Linked DNA regions of Mus musculus: regions 2 and 3 are each linked to region 1. Evidence: chromatin contacts called from public HiChIP or PLAC-seq and capture Hi-C data. All regions are on one chromosome and are shown on one strand. Each heading gives the region's core, a stretch centred on a gene start, on an enhancer-like site or on the middle of the called end of the contact. The rest is flanking DNA. Distances are from core to core; before and after follow the strand shown. Region 1 holds the start of Ccdc60 (coiled-coil domain containing 60). Region 2 overlaps Srrm4 (serine/arginine repetitive matrix 4). Region 3 holds the start of C330018A13Rik (RIKEN cDNA C330018A13 gene).

The links. HiChIP or PLAC-seq counts read pairs in DNA pulled down with a chosen protein or histone mark. Capture Hi-C pulls out chosen DNA fragments and counts their contacts.
Region 2: a contact with region 1 is called in an H3K4me3 HiChIP or PLAC-seq map of embryonic basal ganglia, with 2.8 times the contacts expected there. The contact joins the enhancer-like site here to the promoter of Ccdc60 in region 1. A contact is called at or near these places in 3 of 39 promoter capture datasets (hippocampal neurons and liver), 2 of 484 Hi-C or Micro-C datasets (embryonic fibroblasts and nephron progenitors), 3 of 115 datasets of contacts at active chromatin or transcription factors (embryonic basal ganglia, embryonic forebrain and oligodendrocyte precursor cells) and 3 of 9 other capture datasets (adipose tissue, embryonic stem cells and pancreatic islet).
Region 3: a capture Hi-C map of embryonic stem cells shows a contact between it and region 1, with 2.6 times the contacts expected there. The contact joins the promoter of C330018A13Rik here to the promoter of Ccdc60 in region 1. A contact is called at or near these places in 1 of 39 promoter capture datasets (embryonic stem cells), 1 of 15 datasets of contacts at CTCF or cohesin (embryonic stem cells), 11 of 484 Hi-C or Micro-C datasets (8-cell embryo, brain, embryonic stem cells and 1 more), 2 of 115 datasets of contacts at active chromatin or transcription factors (both in embryonic stem cells) and 1 of 9 other capture datasets (embryonic stem cells).

Annotation. Positions count from the first base shown.
Region 1 is chr5:116,286,913-116,290,857 of GRCm38.p6, reverse strand. Ccdc60 (coiled-coil domain containing 60) reads left to right here and starts at 1,873. Exons shown (of 14, transcript NM_177759.3): 1 at 1,873-2,411. The coding sequence starts at 2,322.
Region 2 is chr5:116,483,246-116,487,190 of GRCm38.p6, reverse strand. All of the region lies in intron 1 of Srrm4 (serine/arginine repetitive matrix 4), which reads left to right. Among named protein-coding and RNA genes, the nearest start is that of Srrm4os, 46 kb to the right of the region's middle. Within about 2 kb of position 2,005, at least 27 of the 459 cell types and tissues checked have an H3K27ac peak or open chromatin away from gene starts, as enhancers often do. A contact at or near this core is called in embryonic basal ganglia, where this site is marked.
Region 3 is chr5:116,121,460-116,125,404 of GRCm38.p6, reverse strand. It overlaps C330018A13Rik (RIKEN cDNA C330018A13 gene), which reads right to left and starts at 1,791. Exons shown (of 2, transcript NR_153384.1): 1 at 1,578-1,791.

The DNA of each region.
Region 1 (3,945 bases), core at 624-3,123:
TGGAGTGATGGCTCCACGGTGAAGAGTGACTACTGCTCTTTTAGTGGGCCCAGGTTTGGTTCCCAGGGTCCACATAAGGCAGCTGACAACTTCCTGTATCTCCAGCTCCGGGGGAATATGACGCCCTCTTCTGACCTCCATGAGTACTGCACTCAAGTATATACACACACACACCAGCACACACACAAGTAATCTTCGAAGCAAAAGCTGTCTGCATTCACAATAGAGGTTTTATTCCTCCATGAAATTACTCAGTTTCAATGGATAGAAATGGAAATTATGTTAGGCAAAATAAGGCACCCTCAAAAAAAAAAAAGACAAGAATTTCGTGTTTTCTTTTATATTTTGGAGTCTAGGGGGAAGAAAGTGCAAGAGTGAGGGAGGGAGGGGAATGCGGAGGGGATGGAGTGAACTGTTTGAATTCCATTACATGCCACATGGAAGTACCCTAGTGGAACCCAGGACACTAGCCCAATCGCTAGTAAACAACGACGTTATGCTTGTGTGTAGATTTTCTCAAGCTGAGCACAAACCGTCCTCCTGTTCCTCCAGATCATGCAGAGCTAGCTGGCTCCGTCCAACCCCAGACCCACAATGCCCTAGAACCTGTTCTCCTGCTCTCCCAGCCTGAGCAGTTCCTACCCTGCCCAGCTTTCTCAGGCCCGGCCCAATCCTCTAAACAGGGCTTTGTTTATCTGCAGCCTTCAGAAAACCACTCCCGGTAGTTGACGAATGCTACCCATGGAGGAAAGCAGGCAGACCCAGACTTCCTGTGGAGAGGAGGGTCAGAGTCAGTCTGCAGACAATGGAAACAAAATAACAGTCGGAGGGGGGCCGTTTCAGTGCTGAGAGAGCGAAAGCCATCCTGCGGTGGGAGGGGTCACTAAGAAAGATGGAGCCTGGGTGGGACCGTAACCCTCACTGCTCAAGGTTTGGGGAAGAAACACAAATGGATTGAGACGGAATAAAATACACCCAAGGGGAAGGCAAATGAATCAAAATATATGGGTTAAATTGCTGCAGGCTGGCACAGAGCAAGTGATCAATAAATATTAGTCAGCGTTAACATCTGCTCCTCTGTGAGCCCAGAGCTGGGAGAACGCCCGATTCTTGCCAGAGTCAGTACCTGCCGGCAGGCACCTCTCCACCTGGGCTACCGACATGTGTTATTTCTTTAATTCTTAGCAACCATTGGTAATCCTGCAGCCCCCATTTTAAAGACCTGGTAGCCCCAAACTCACAAAGTTAGGTTTCTTACTTCAGTGGGTAAAACCTTGGGGTTTACAATCAGTCTGTCTGGGGCTGGGATGTCAGGCAGTTCAGAGATGTTGTGCTGTGAAATACACAAACAGCACGCTGTATATTGTAGGCTCTCGATAAATGTCATACCGACGCACGTATACTAATACTCGTAAATACATATAAATGGGCGTGTGCATGAAGCTGTATCTGTAATGTGGGCTTTGAAGGTTCTGTAGGAGTTTTTTCAGATGGGAAGAATAGGCACCTGGAGCTGATAATTGCAGAGCTGAAGGCACACACTTGCGAGGGGTTTAATATAAAGCCTGAGGAAAGCCTCGTGGCAATCAGCAACAGGTGAAACCGACTTTGAAGGGAAGAAACCTTATAGGCGAGTAGAGAGAAGACTGGAGTCCTCGGGACTGAGCAGAGAAATTTAAATACCTCCTCAACCCCGACCCCGAAAGAGTTTGGACAATGTGGCTCCCTGGCCAGCCACCAGCTCAGAGCCCCTTTCCAGCAACCCAGAAGAATTCCGGTCCAGGTCTCCACCAATCCTGGCCGAGGAGGAAGCGTCTGCGCGCCTTGGCGTCCGGTTGCCAGGTAACCGAGCGTGCCCTACTTGGCAGTTTTAAGCCCCAAGGCCGAGCCCCATGGTGGGGCCCGCCTTACTCCCTCGTCTCGCTGGCCGAGGGTGGGGCTTTTGTCTATAGAGTTTTATTTTTACTTTTTTCAGTTTACATTTTATTTTGCTTATAGGAGAAAAATATCTTCTCCCTTAAAAGAGAGAAAACGTATAAAACCGACTTTGTGCAAGTTAAACAGTCTCAGGTTTGCCTGCTCGGGCCTAGCAAAGGCTTCCTTACCCAGATGCTCCGCTTTGCAACAAGAAATCTCTTCGCAGTCTCTGGACTTGGGACTTGGGGGCCTGGGAGAACTTTCTGGACCGTTTCACACCAGTGAGTGTTGCGAAGTCAAGAATCTGAAAAAGCAACAAGTTTTTCACTGGAGGCACGGGCTTAAAGGCTGAAGGTTGTTTTGTTGTTGTTAGTGGTGGTGGTTTTTTGTATTTTTTTTTCAAGATGACCAAAGTGCCAGCCACCAAAAAGTTACAAAAAATCACCAGCAAGAAGGCCCTTTGGCTCTTTTCCAGCGCAGATCAACTGACTCAGGTAAGTCACTGTCTCTCTGTTAACAAGAGCAATGGATTAGGTTCAGGCCCGCCCAACGGGAGGGGGGCGGGGCTGGACGAGGGCCTAGGTATGATGAACTTGTCCAGACATCCCTGTTGCTCTCGATGGCTGGCTTCTCACGGTGAATGAAAACACGGATCAGAGCTGCGAGCTATCCATTAGGCAGTAATTCCAAACTGATGGACTAAATTGATGCGAGACACTGTAGAAAGTAGGGGAAAAATGAAGATGAATTGTAGACTGGTATCACAGAACTTAGTTCCAGAGATCCACTGGGGTGGAGAGACAAGCCTTTCCTATCACTCTGTGGAGAGGTTGGTTGCAAGGGTGTCACGTTCTGAGGGGTGGGGACGGGGTCCAGGTTGGGCTGGCTGTCGCTGTCAGGCAAGTTTCTCCACACACCCCCCCACCCCCCCACCCCAGCCTTTCTTTCTCCGTGATAAGACCGGGATGGGCCAAAATAATAGTAAGAGACTCGAGTATAGAGATGGTCCGTCTACGTGTATGTGATTGCGTCCTTGGTACGACTTGGGTCCGGGGGTTTCTAGATGCAAATGTTATAACTGGGTAGATGATGTTTTAAGTACATTTAACTTTGATGTCTTCAAAGTCTAACTCCACCACAGTTAGCCAAGGGAGGGAGGGTGGGGATGGCAGCTGCTCCACCTACAGCTTGTGGAGGGAGGATTTAAAGCCCTCCAGTTTATACATGGCCCAATATGTCCCCAGGCTCTTTTTCGTTTACAATTTTGTTTTGTTTATACTGTGTTTAGGAGTCTTGCCTGCATGCTTAGATGTGCTCTGTACATGCCTCATACCTGTGGAGGGTGTTAGATTCCCTGGGACTAGAGCTAAAGATGATAGTGAGCTGCTGTGTGTGTACAAAAAATGGAACCCTAGTGAGCTGCAGTGTGTATATACCACCTAGTCCCCTGCAAGAATATCAAGCGCTCTTAACCTCTGAGCCATCTCTTGGACCCCAAGACTGCTCCTCTTAAAATAGCAATACATCTTCGTTCGCCCCTCCTTGCTCTGCAAACAAGGGATGGTCCCTCTACGGAATTGAGCCTTGGACTTCTCCTGTCATCTCTAAATACTTCACTGAGTGGGTCTGACCCAGAGCATCCCCTCTGGAACCAATCTTCCTGGCAGAGCAGGATGGGAGGGAGAGCGAGGCATGAGTTGGTTGTCACCAGAGGAGGTGCAGAGGGCATGCCCAGCAGACTCCCACAGCATGTCTTCTGACTATAGGAAGTGGGTCTTGGGCTGGAGAGATGGCTCAGCGGTTAAAGGCACTGACTGCTCTTCCGAAGGTCCTGAGTTCAAATCCCAGCAACCATGTGGTGGCTCACAACCATCCGTAATGAGATCTGATGCCCTCTTCTGGTGTGTCTGAAGACAGCTACAGTGTACTCAAAAAAAAAAAAAAAAAAAAAAAAAAAAAAAGGTGGGTCTTAAGGAAATGGCCACGCAGTCTGAAGTATCCCACAAAGGTAAATAGCTATATTTACTC
Region 2 (3,945 bases), core at 756-3,255, 200 kb before region 1:
GGACAGGATTGCCTAGTAGCTCACGGGCACACTAAAGCCCAAGAAAAAGCTGTGCACGTAGCTCTGAAAGATTCCTCTTTCTCTTTCCCAACGCTTGCCATCCACCCTCCCCTCCCCCCATCTGTCTACTCTAACATCTCTGTAGTTGTAAGCAGTTTCTCTGCTCTTATGGCCTTCCCTCTCTGCTTCTCTGACAAGTTTCCCTTCACCTTTCAGGGATCTCACCTCGGTCCCCTGCCCACATCTTCCAGGCTGGTTTGGGTGCTGGTGTGTGACATCATGGCTCCTTACACTTTAGTCCCCCGGCTCTTATTTCCTAGTTTAGGGATTTCCTCTGCTTCCATGATGAAGCCTCCTGGAGGGACCGTGTTGTGGTCTGGACTTTCGTATTCTTGTAATGCACCGTCAAGTTGATGCTCGGTGAACATCTGTTGGGCAATGAATGGAAGGCAGAGGGAACATCATCTTAGGAAACTTTTCTTGTTTTTCATCCAGTCTTTACTAAAATATACACGACTGTGCCCGCATCCAAAGGACACTCTGCACCACAGAATCCCCAATCTTCTCCCGGGCTTTGTTGCTTTCTTCCAGCCGAGATAAGGAAAGCTCAAAGGGTCAGGGCTCTTGTAGATTACCTCCAAACAGGCTTAATTAACTAGATTAACCTTGAAAAAGACCTGGAGTTCCAAGACTCTGGGCCAGAGTCCCAGGAGCCGAGGCACAAATTAGCCACATCCATCTTATTGCTGGACTGGGTCATCTCCGGGATGAATTCTGGGACTTCCTGGAGTCTCGGGAGCCTGAAGTTCTGGGCTTCTCAGGAGAATGGAAGACAGAAGATCCCAGGCCTGTTGCCAGTACAGGAACAAGGGTGGGTTGGTTATTCACAGCCTGGAGGCAGAGCAAGCATGTGGGGGCCTGGGCAAGTCCCTTTCCCTCGCCTTGTCTGGGCCCTCAGCAGTGGGATGGGGAGGGAAGTTCACCATGCATACTGTACAGGGTCCTCAGCACCCACTGAGAGGCCAGGTTAGAAATGCTGAACACACAGGCACAGCTATGGGGGATGGGGATGGGGGAAATCAAAGTCAGGAGTATCTCAGAGCCAGTGGCCAAGGACTGCTTCTCCTTGTGAGGCATAAGATACATGCCAAGCTCTGTGATGCTCCTGTCCTGCAGACACTAGAGGAATTATCCAGTGTGTTCTATGCCTCTGCTCAGCACCTCCTTGTAGTTTTGAAGTATGTCTCAGAATCTCAGAGTACTCCTCTCTCCCTCCATCCCTCCCTCCCCTCCTCTGGCATGTTGGCTGGGTATTTATTTCTATCTCCATCCCTCAGTTTCTCCACACTCAGTGGAACTGACTGCACCTGCTGGCTTGTTTCTTTAGAACGCCAATGTGCTGGAGGGTAAGAAAGAACAGTCCGTCCCAGTGTCTGGCATTCAGTAGGCGCTTAATAGATGCAAACTGCTGTTATGACCAAGGGGTTGCAGAGAGAGCACTGGCCAAGGGAACGAAAGGCCACAGCATCAGGCTTGGCTCTGATGTGGATGATGACATAGACTGTGTGTCTTGAGACCCCAGTTTTCGGACTGGAAAGATAGCTCAGCCGTTAAAGGCTAGGCTCACAACCAAAAATATAAGAGACCCCAGTTTCCCCACTCTCCATGGAGGTGGTTTGGCTCTAAAGCTCTTGTGGTCAAGCCTTGTTTGTCTGTTTCTAAAACCCTGTTAACTCTGCCTAGGGCTAGGGTCATGAGGATGGCCTCTGGCTCCAGGCCAAGTGAACGTGTTTTGCTGCTGCTGCTGTTGTTGCTGTTGTTGGGAGCAGATGGAAACTCTGCTCCATCGGTGGATGCTTTGATGGAGAATCCAACAAGCAGCTAGAGACCCAGGCATCTTAGAGAGTTTTTTTTTTTTTTTTTTACAAAGTTCAGCCCTGACTCTTATCAGAGGCTAGGAATCAGCTGTTCGTTGCCATGACTACAGGCAGCAGCCATGCCAGGGCCTCTGATTAGCAGGAATGCAGAGAGGAAGGAAAAGCCTCAGGAACTTGAGCACACACACACACACACACACACACACACACACACCGTGAAGTGGAGTGTGCCGGCCCTTGACTCTCAGCTGTCCCCTGAAGATCTTGCCTTCTTTTAAGTATTGAAGAAAGAAAAGAAAAGACATTACAACATTGAGTAACTCTGTGGTAAAGACAAAGCAGCTGTGGGCATGCTTCAGCTGATATGGAACACTGAATTTTTTTTTTCTCGAAGCCCCAAGAAGACGAAAGACTGGAAACAGAAAGACATGATGCGGGCTACAGCTAAAGCCGGCTCCCTTGAAGGGCTGTGACTCTTTGCAGTCAAGTCCTGTCACCTTGATTTGTAACAGAGGGTCAAGCCTGATCTACAGTCTGCACATAGGATCTGTCACCAGAATTCCCTGTGTTCATCCCTCTGTCCCTTCAGCAGCAAATGGATGCAGCGTCAGACGTTCTGATGACATGATGGTCAGAGGACTGGTCCCCATCTCAAGAACTCACGCGCTCATGCAGAAGAGTATCTGTTAAAGGACGTATAAAATTGTCAGCAAGGAAAGCAGCGAGCCCAGTGGTTCCTACCACGCATGAAGAGGGGGCAAGATGCAGAAGTCAGGTTTGGCTCTCTGCAAAGGTGACCCTTGAGAGAGGATGAGGAGATGGCCAGGCAAGGTGCCGCAGGAGCTGCGTGCCAGGTGCACAGAACGGCAGGTGCCAAGGGCCTGGGGCAGGAAAAGCTTCTGACCTATTTGAGAAACAGCAAGAAGACCATAAGGCTGGAACAATGGAAAGATGGGGAGAGAAGCAGGAGATGGGACTGAGGCCAGATCCTGTGGCATCTTTTGGATTGTGCGCGTGGTCTGACAAACGGCTGTCTTAACTGGGATGTTTCTTTAGTGTGTAGATTCCTGGGTCAACCTCTTTGAGACTCCCATTCATTATAATATCATATACACACTATTGTGGAAAACAAAGCAAAACAAAGCCCATTCCTAATCCTTGCTTGGGCAGAGCGGGGAGGGGTGGGGTGGGGCAGGGGTGGGGTAGTAAGCAGTTGTGTTTTAGTTTCAGTGAGTTGAGGATGTGGCTGTACCATTCTGGCTCAGCACACCTCACGAGGTGTCTAGAGTCCTAGGGTGTTTCTTCAGAAACCTCATTGGGAACCTTTTTGATAGCAGGGCCAGCTTGGGAAACATGGGAACAAGGTCGCTCTCACTTCCAGTTTCAAGAAAGCTGAGCAAAGCTCGGAGATGGTTCAGCCACTCAGGTACTTGCCGCACAACCGAGTTCCATCTCTTGTGCCCATGAATGGAACTGGGTGTGGTGGTACACACTTGAAACCATAGGCCTGGAAGAGTGGAGACAGGAAGACACCTAAAACTCACTGGGAAGCAAGCCTTAAGACCCAGAGACAGGCTCTATCTCAGAATGGTATCTGAGGTTGACCTCTGGCTTCCACGTGCGTACATGTGTGTATGTGGATCCGTAGGAAAGACACAAGAGACCAGGAGGCAGTGGGAAGCTGAGCCACAAAATGTCAGTTTGCCTGGAATTGAATGTTCCATCATGGAGGAGCCTGTTCCCGCCCTTCAGCACTTTCTGTAGAATTTATTATATTTCTGTTTGTTTTACCACAGATTTCCCAGTGGGGTACCCCAGTCCAGAAAGCTGGAGCTAGCACTATTGGAGAAAAAGATCAAGCTAGGCTAGCACATCTCTCAGTGCATAGCTACAGAAATTTCACTGCAAAGGGCTCTTCTCTGATATCACCTCTTGCCCTTCCTGCAGGTGCTAAGGTCTTTTAGCTTAAATCCTTCTGCCTGGCACACACCTCCCCCTTTCTGCAGATACCTGTACAGAAGGGACGCATTATTGTGGAAAACAAAACTAAAATCACTCCTAATCCTTG
Region 3 (3,945 bases), core at 542-3,041, 170 kb after region 1:
ATGGGTGGATGGATGAATGAACAGGTAGAGTATAGATTCAGGGACAGATGAATGGTTAACTGCGATGCACATAAAGAAATGGCATGTATGTGTGCACACGTGTACATTCATGCTGTGCATGGGCACATGTGGAAGGCAGAGGTTGACATCAGGATACCTTCTGATAAAATGAGAAGTGAGAGGAGAGAACGGAGCCCTGAGGACAGACAGACAGACTCACAGACGCACCACTGACTGATAGGTTGCTCCCTTCTACACAGTGTGGAATGGATTATCTGGTTCCAGCTCCACAGCCCCCACGGTCCCCACAGCCTCCACGGCCCCCACGGCCCCCACGCACTGGCTTTTTGCTGTTCTGCAAACAAGGAGACAGAGGCTCGAAAGGATTCTTCCACTCTTTTTAAATTTAAATTACATTTATGTTTTGCTTGTATAAGGTTGTGTGTATAGATGTGTGTGCATATGTTTGTGTGTGCACATGCATGCCTGCATGTGTGTGTGCATTTGTGCATGTGTGAGCATGTGTTTGTGCATGTGTTTATGCGTGTGTGCGTGCCTGTGTGTGTGTGTGTGTGTGTGTGTGTGTGTACATACACATAGGCCAGAGGTGAACATTGAGTGGCCTTCTACCACTCTGTCTTTTTCGTGTGCTGCTAGGATAAAAACTACTCTACCCTGCCAGGGATGGTAGTGGACACCTTTAATTCCAGGCCAGCCAGAGCTATGCAGTGAGATCCAGGCTCAAAAAAAAAAAAAAAAAAAAAGACAAAAAAAGAATAAATAAAACGCTGACTAAAAGCAACTTGGAGAGGAAAGGGATTTATTTGGCTTGCAGGGAACGGTCCATCATCATGAAAAAAGTCAAGATATTAACTCTAGGCAGACACTGAAGCACGGGCCATGGAGGAACTCTGCCCACTGGCTTGCTCTTTATAAATCACTCAGCTAGCTTTCTGCTGCAGCCTCGGACCACCTGCCTGGGGACAGCACCCTCACAATGGATTGGGTGCAATCCCCCACAGACATGCCTGGGGTTACAGTGGTGAGAGGGACTCCTCAGCTCCGTCTCCCTTCTCCCAGGGCTGTTCAGGTTTGTGTCAAGTTGACAAACACCATAGCATGCTTCACATTTAATATTTTGAGACAGGGTCTCTCACTGCACCCGGGGTTTGTGGATTCAGCTAGGCTGGCTGGCTATCAGGCTTCTAAGCGCGCCTGTGTCTGCCTCCCAATGCCGGAGTCTGTGGCACATGTTCCCCACCCTGGCTTTTTGACATGGGTGAAAGGAGCTGGACTCAGACCCTCACGCTTACACAGTACTGACTCCCCAGACCCTGAACTTATTTGTAACTGATTCCTAACTACATAAAAAAATTGAAACTGTGCATACTGTGCTGGGTGATTTTTATGTGTACGTGGTACTGTGTTCAATCACAAGCAAACACAGCTCACTCCTCAAATGGTTTATCATTTATAATAAAAATGTCCCAAACCCTTCCTTCCCTGTTGTCTTTTTAAGCAAACTGGGTCATCTGTAGCTACGGCTGTCCTGAGTGTGCCACCCTAGAACTCCGTACCTTCATCCAGCTTTGGATCAGAACAGAGCCCTTTGGTCCACCTTGCCCAACTGTGGTTGGCGCTTGAAGTCTGGTCTCCCTGATGTTCACCGCATCTCTCTGAGGGAAAATGGAGCATTACTTTATTTATAATCCCCATTTTTTTTTAATTAAGCATACAAAGACACCGACGATCTGTGGCAGAGCAGAGTCTAGAATGAGGTCTGTCTAGGACAGGAAATAGCCTGAAATCACAAGACTTTCTGCTTCCTCCACGCCAGACTCCAGCTCGGTCGGTCTATTGCTCGTAACTATGGCGCCATCTAGTGGCAACTCTTAGCACCACTCTCACCATGCCCTTGAGCGAAACCTAAGGGTCTTGCCCAAAAGGGAAGGCAGAGACTGTCAACAACAGTAACAAGTCCTACATGCTCAGACAAGGAAGACGGTTTGTTACTGAAACATGACCCGGAGCAAAGAGCAGCAACACAAGCATCATCTCCAGTCTCTTGGGCTTCAAGAGCCCCAGGGAGAAATCTTTTTGGAGTGAACAGCTTCATCAGAATCCGAGAGAACAGCAACAATGTATCTGGTCCCCAAAGTTGCCATCCCGCTAGACTTCACAAGCCATCTACGTTGCTGCTGCGATGGAACTGTATCTTCCCTAGAGAAACACTTCCAGTAGATATCGGTGGAACTTTCTGTTTATACAAACAGTTCTTTTGTTGTTTATTTGGTTTTGAAGCCCAGCGTTGTGGGAGCGGATCTTGAACTTGCTTATGTATCTGAGGCTGGCTTTGAACTCCTGAATCTCCTGCCTCTATCTCCCAAGCACTGGAATCACAGGTGTGTGTACCACTATGCCTAGTTACATAGCCCTTATTTTTTTAAAAAAAATCCTATAAAAAGCAAACCACAGGACATATTTAGGCTAAGAAGTCAGAGTTTGGGGACACCTGCTTGAGGGTGAGTTTAAAGAAGACGAGTTTCTATTCTTTCCAAAAGAACACACTGGGAGAGCTGATGAAGTGAGATAACTTCAGCATCTCTTTAGATATTTAGAAAACGACAATGGCTATCTTTTCATGGGAAGAGAACAGGTGCCCCCGGGGATCAGGGGGGCTTCACTGGTGTGAACTAGATAGCATGCATCCCTCCCATGCTCAGACCTTCTCTCACCGAGAGCACAGCTACAATGTAGCCAGCATCGTGGGGCCTTCCCAGAGATATCCCATCAAGCACCAGCAAGGGACGATGATGTACGAGAGAGCCAGCAGGCTGTCTGTGTGTGCCGCATGCCAGGTGTTGCAATAAACCAGTGGTTCTCAAGCTTCCTAAAGCTGTGACCCTTTAATGCAGTTCCTCATGTTGGGGTGACCCTCTTCCCCCAATCATAAAATTCTTTTCAGTGTTACTTTGTTATTGCAATGTGCCTCAGGTACAAATTAGTTCATGGATTCTGCTACTGTTAAGGAATTGTGATGTGCATATCTAACATGCAGGATATCTGATATGTGCCCCCTTTACACCCCCACCCCGTGAAATGGTCGCGTGACCCTTAAAAGGGGCCACACTCACAGGTTAGAAACCACTGGGTTAGAATTAGAGTGGAGGACATACTAAGTGCAAATGACTTCATGAGACAGAGACATCTTCAGCCCCCAAAGTCCCCAAGAATCTCGACATAGATATGATAAGGAAGAACGGGCTGTCAGAGATTTACAGTACTGGTTTTAAGGTGTTGGGGACCAGCAAGATGGATTAAGGGGCTTGCCGCCAAGACTGGTGGCCTGAGTTCAATCCTCAGAATCTATACATGGTAAAAGAGGAGAACTGACTTTCAAAAGCTGGTCTCTGGCCTCTGTGGATATATGCATACACACACACACAGCACACGCGCACTAAAATGTAATCTTAAAAGGTTATGTATTGAAGGGAACAGCTATGGAAAGAAAGTAAAAATTGCCCATAACGAATGGACAAATTCTGGAGGTAGAGTGGCCTACAAGATAGAGGGCTGAGATGAGGTATGTGGGGGGCAGGCAAGTTCTGACCGTTCATACAGCATTTGAGCCTGGGAGACATAGCTAGCGCACTCTACGCCATGTGAGAGATGGCCCTTCTCTTGCAAGAGCCTGAAAAGAACTCCACAGTGCTGCTTCAGTGTGGTAATCGTGGTAAAAGTCCAGATCTCGGTGGTGCTCCCATTCTCTGCACAGCCTCCAAGGGCAACACGCGTGTCAGGTGTGGAGACCACTAAAGAGGCCACGAGGACCCAATGTGCAGCATCCAGCTCGTGGCAGGATCTTGGTGCACATTAGAGATGGCAGCGGCGAGAGCGGGCCAGGGAATGGAGTGTGCACAGTCAGTCCACAGTGCCCCAATCTTG